Regions from separate parts of the Arachis hypogaea genome. Here region 2 is linked to region 1. The links are chromatin contacts, called in public Hi-C maps. All regions are on one chromosome and are shown on one strand. The core of a region is the stretch at or near the end of the contact, and the rest is flanking DNA. Distances in the headings are between cores, read along the strand shown.

The links. A called contact is a pair of places that touch in the nucleus more often than the background predicts.
Region 2: a contact with region 1 is called in a Hi-C map of leaf, with 2.1 times the contacts expected there. The contact joins the promoter of LOC112734110 here to the enhancer-like site in region 1.

The regions. Positions count from the first base shown.
Region 1 is chr3:135,448,555-135,451,516 of arahy.Tifrunner.gnm2.J5K5, reverse strand. No RefSeq gene overlaps it. Among protein-coding and RNA genes, the nearest start is that of LOC112734107, 8.2 kb to the left of the region's middle. Within about 2 kb of position 1,451, at least 1 of the 3 cell types and tissues checked has open chromatin away from gene starts, as enhancers often do.
Region 2 is chr3:135,496,466-135,499,427 of arahy.Tifrunner.gnm2.J5K5, reverse strand. It overlaps LOC112734110 (anaphase-promoting complex subunit 2), which reads left to right and starts at 1,370. Exons shown (of 16, transcript XM_025783316.3): 1 at 1,370-1,839; 2 at 1,947-2,039; 3 at 2,320-2,551. The coding sequence starts at 1,606.

The sequences.
Region 1 (2,962 bases), core at 202-2,701:
TTGGACTTGTGAACCAGGCATCTTTTGAACCATCGCCAAGAACCACAACGGTAAAGCTTGGTAAGATTCTTCCCATCCACCAAAAATCTTGGCTATCGACTTCTGCTTTGTCAGCCAAGCCTTCCGGTAACTAATAGTGTAGTTGAATCTTGCCTGGACCTCCACAATTATAGATTTGACCTTTATGGATGGGTCAGATTCAACCAATGGCTTCATATCCTCAACAATCGTGTCCGAGTCTAACTTGGAGTGATCCTGTGAGATCGTTCCCATGGAACACGTGTGCCTCCCGTTGTATCTCTGAATCTCCCAACAGGCTTTCTTTTGTATCAAGCTGGCTCGGATAAGCCAGTCGCACCTACGTCCATAAGTCTTGCACTTTGCATAGAACATCTGTGACTCAGATTCATAAACAACGTAATCGACTCCTCTGGAGATAGTATAACTCCGAATTGCTGCAATGATTGATTTTCTTAAACCGTATTCCATTCCGATCCTAAACTCCCCATCCTCAGGATCAGCAACACCTATAAGAAAACAAATTTGTCGTTCATTGATCCGCTAAAACAAAATCAAGTAAGCATATTACCCACTGCTCACGTACCTATGTTTGCATATTCGGGAAACTCCGGTGCATGCATGGCGTCAAGATCCAAGCTACGCATAAAGGGTGGAATGCCCATCGGTTGACTAACTGCGGATGGAACCACTAAAGTTTTCGCCACAACCTCACCTCCCCCATCGTCGTCCTCGTCCTCATCACCAGCTTCGTACGTAGCTTCGAACTCCTTATCGTTATCATCGTTCATTCCCAAGTACGCCTCAACTCTGTCATCTTGTACATTTGGGTCATGTTGAACCTCATCTGCAATAATATGCTCAAACTCAACGTACAACTCAATCCTCGGGTGTTGCACCTGAGTTTGCTGGTGAATACGAAACATCCGCTAAATACTTGTTTCTCGACTATTGGCATAACCTCAAACTGTATCAGGCCGCCAAAAACGACAACCGGACTTTTGTAGAGACTGTTGGTCACCCTCTTTACAATATCAGCCTCTATGCTTTGACAAAGCCTGTACTGTAATTCCACGAACGTTATAGTGCATGGAACGACAAACAAAAACATATTCTCACACGCAAAGCTCACACCCTCATACGTATTTCGTATGACCTCACTGTTGTGGTAAATCACTATATTTGCTGTGCCCTCCATCGTACCGACCTTTGAGGAAAACACTTATCTCAGAATGAAGCAAAATGGTTACGAGCATTGCTTTTTATAGGCAGAAGACTCACCTCGCAGGTTACGTGTTGCTAAATCATCCAACCAACGTCCGCCACGCGTGCAACATGCAACCTGCGAGTTGCCTGCCACGTAGGAATCACGCATCATGCGTGTTGATGGATGACCGCCATGTGTCAACACAGAGCTTGCGTGTTGCTTCAGATTTTGGACACATGTTCAGCACGTGAGCTGCGTGCTGAGTCAGCACGTTACCTGCGTGTTGGACCTGCACCTCTGCAACGTCCACCTACCTATATATACACCAAAAACATCCATTTTCAGAAAAAACACACATCTTTATTCCATATTTAAATTCTTTAGCCAATTTGGAATGAATTTAAATTTTTATTTTATTTTTTATAGTTTTTTTTTTTGGCAGCCAACTAATAATTAGTTGTAATTGAATCATACCCTAATTGGTTACCAAATATAATTGGATAAGATATTCCTGATTCTAAATGTGTCAAACCTATTATATTACAGATACGAAATTTACAAATAGAATTTAATGTTGTAGTTTCCATTGACATATTTAAAGCTAAAGAACTTAAATTACATGTTAAGTTTGTCAAATAATTTTTTTTATAAAAATATAAAATTTAATTTTTAATATATGTTTAGTTAAATTAAAATAATAAAATTTTCACTAATAATAACTTTAATATATGTTTAGCTAAATCCTTAAAAGTTTTTTTCCTTAACAAAAAATACTCTTAAATTTGTGAGCTAAATCCTTTTAAGCAAAACTGATACTAATACGTATAAAATAAAAATTATTACAAGAAATTTGAAAAGTGACAAACTTGTGTGAGGAAGAAATCTAGGCGACGAAGAATAATTATTAGATTGGGAAATGCCATTGTCACCTAAAATCAAGGTTTAAAGTATAAGCTTCAAAGTCAGATAAAGTTTAAGTGGGGTTCTGGTGGTGGAAACGGTGCGTTTTAAAGTTGATGAAGAAGTAGGAGAGAGAGGTGGGTGGGTTCCAGCTGTGAGACTTAGGGAGTAGTAGTTGGTACTTCCGCCACCGCCGTCTCCTTTCTCCGTCGAACCCCTTTCTCCCTTCCACCACTTAATTAGGGTTTCGTCTTTTCTTCGCTCTTTCACCTTACCAATCTGTTCCGCACACAATCGCTGCCACAAGGTACCATACCATGTCATATGCTTCTCTTGCTAACATTTCAGCTACTTTCTTTTCTTCCTCTTCTCGAAAGATTTTTTCTTAAGGAAAAAAGCTTCCTGCTTTTGTTTTTGTTTGCTCTGTTGGTAGTTGATTTTATTTGAATTTACTCTTTTACACGCGGTTTTTTTTTTTTTTTTTTTTGGTTTTGTTACTGATCATTTCTTTAGCAGTTCCTACATAGGGTTGTTTTCCATGATTTCAGGGTCTGTATGATTTATTGTTTATTTGTATATTTTATTGTTTGTAATTTTGATGTTATTAGCTATTAAGTTGTTGGCTTAAAATGACAATTTGTTTAGATGAAATAGCTCTACTTTTGTATGCTGTTTCTTGTAAATGCATTTCTCTAGTCAGTTATGTTGAATGCCATCGATTTCTATTTCTGTAATGCAGGTTTTTTATTTTGGCCTTCCTACACATGTTGAAGATGAAATCTTTTTTTTTTTTTTTTTTTTTTGTGTTAACTTATGATTGGTAAGCTGGCAGCTTGC
Region 2 (2,962 bases), core at 121-2,620, 48 kb before region 1:
ATATTTTAGGGATGCAAATTCACCGAGACAAAAAAAGATAGGAAGATTTGGCTATTGCAAAAGAATTATTTGAAGAAGATCTTGCAACGCTTCAACATGCAAGAATGTAAGCCAATTTCAACCCCACTTCCTATGAATTTTAAATTATCCTCAAGTATGTGCCCTAGTAGTGAAGCAGAGAGGATGGAAATGTCTCGAGTACCGTATGCATCAGCAGTGGGAAGCCTTATGTATGCTATGATCTGTACAAGGCCAGATATTGCTTAAGCAGTTGCGGTGGTAAGTCGATTTATGGCTGATCCGAGTAAAGAACATTGGAATGTTGTTAAGAGGATCTTGAGATATATCAAAAGGACTTCGAATGTTGCATTATGTTTTGGAGGATCGGAATTCATTGTCAATGGATATGTCAACTCAGACTTTGCAGGTGTTCTTGATAAACGAAAATCTACTACAGGCTATGTGTTTACACTTACAAGAGAAGTTGTGAGCTGACTAAGTTTTAGACTGTTGTAGCTTTATCTACTATAAAAACTGAATATATGACAGCTACACAAGCATGCAAGAAAGCTATTTGAATTCAAAGATTGATAGAAGAATTCGGGTATAAATAATATAAGATTTTTGTGTATTGTGACCGTTAGAGTGTCTTGTACATTGCAAAAAATTCTGTCTTTCATTCAAAAATAAAACACATTGGAGTATAATATCATTTTGTTCAAAAAGTAGTAGAAGAATAAAATATTGATATGCAGAAGCAATTGATTAATAACAATTGTATTTTTATACGAATGTAATTATGTAAATAGCGTTTAGAATATGAATGACATTTTTCATTGGATTCCGGTAAAAAATATCGACTAGCAAAGATGATTAAAAAATTTCCAGGTCCAATGAGTAGTCCACGCTGATGCATTCCTACTCGTTCGAACAATGCACAATTGCACATTGCTATCTCCAAACCAACTTAATTTAAACATGAAATTTTAGAAATTAATTTGAGCATTTATTAGTTTAATATTTATAACACTTTTTTAAGGTATTTTAATTATTAAAAAATATGTTGATTTTGCTGAAATAGAGACTATGAAACTTTTTTTTTCTCAGGTAATGAAGTATTTTTTAAGAATTTATTATATAGTATTAGATAAAATAAAAAAAAAAAACTTTTTTTCAATCAAGTTTTAAAAAAATTGAAAACGGGGTCTCGGAGGAGTGGGGGACTCTTCCAAGTTCCAAGTGAGGTCCTAAAAACCTAATGCTTATTAAACCGGTAGAATTAAAAGTTAGAAGATTCAATTAAAATCAAATTAGATATAATAAAATAATATATTTTTATATAAATATATAAAAATATTTAAGACAAATTAATCATTGAAACTACACTAATTTTTGTCAAATAATTTTTATTTTAAAATAAATCGATCCAGGGACCGATTTACGGTTAACGAGATGAAACCAGGCAGCGATTCTCGTAACACTGCTTCTAAGGACTGAAAAAAAGAAGAGGGAAACACTGAAATAAACACAGTAGCAGCAATCAAAGATTCAAACTTTAGAAGTTTCAAAGACAAAACACAAAAACACAATTACAATTCGATCCTCATGGACCAATCCACTACCTCCTCTTTCTGCAACTTAGGGATTCTCGATTCCCTCTCCAACGATTCCATATGCGAAATCCTCCGCTCCTACAATGGTTTCTGTGCCGCCACCCAAACCCTCCTCGCCGCCGTGGACGACCTATCCGCCCGCCGCGACTTCGTTGCCCATGTTCACTCCCTCTGCAAACATGGCCTCGATTCCCTCGTCCGAGACCACTTTCTTCGCGTTTTGGAGGTACCTCACTACCACTTATCTATTTATTTTCCTAGTAATGCTGGAAAGTTCGCTTCTTTTTTTGTTTTTTCAAAATGTTTTTTATTTTATTTTGTTTCTGGTCGTAGGAAACGTTTGAGAGAAATGGGGCGTCGAGGTTTTGGCGCCATTTTGAGCCTTACAGTAATGTTACGGGTTTGAACAAGAATGATGATCTTGAGGTGAGTATTTCTAAAATGGCAATGTTTTTTTATTATTACTATTATCGGGATTGATTTGGGTATTGCTGTGTAATGCTTGTTATTTGTTTATATATGTATCATAAATATGTGACATTTTATTGAGTGTGGTAACTAGTAAGTAAGAAACAGATTTTGACAACTTACCTTAGGTACTAGTATCATTGTTTGTCCTTGGGAAAAAAGGGAAAAGAAAAACGGGTAATTGTTGAGTGGATTATACTTAGTTGCTAGTGTTGATGCTAGAAACAATTTTAAACAGATTGATGAGGACGAGATTCTGAGTGTGTTGCATAGTGCTTTGGAAGAAATCTATTTGGAGAAAGGGTATCAGGAGAAGTGCTTGTTAATGTTGGTCCATGCTTTCCAATCATACAAGAAGCAGGTGTCGGGGGACACTCATGATCTTGATGCAGAGAGGAATCACCTTACCACTAAATATCAATGGATTGTCTCCTCTGTACTTACGGCTACGCTTCCTAGGAATTTCCGTGGTGTGTAACCTGTTTATTATTATCTTGATATTAAATGATGACATGCCATTTCATACTATAGGTGAACAATAGATCTTGCCTTTTGTTATTATCAATCACTTCTTGATTTCTTTGTTTCTACTTTATGGAATATTTACAGATAGTCTCTTCATTTTCACCATCTGCTAATTTTTGCCATGAAAATGTAGTATCTTTATCTCCGCTATACAAGTACTATAGATTAGTTCCAAGTGCAATAATTTCAGGCTTTCAGCTCGTGGTATCTTTTACATTAATAAAACATTATAGTTGCATGTATGAAAGTATTACATATTAGACATAGCTTGTACCTTGACTTTGCTATTTTCCTAGATAAGCTTATTATCATTTCTTTTATTTGTCTTGGCCACACATTTTTACTTTTTGCTACGT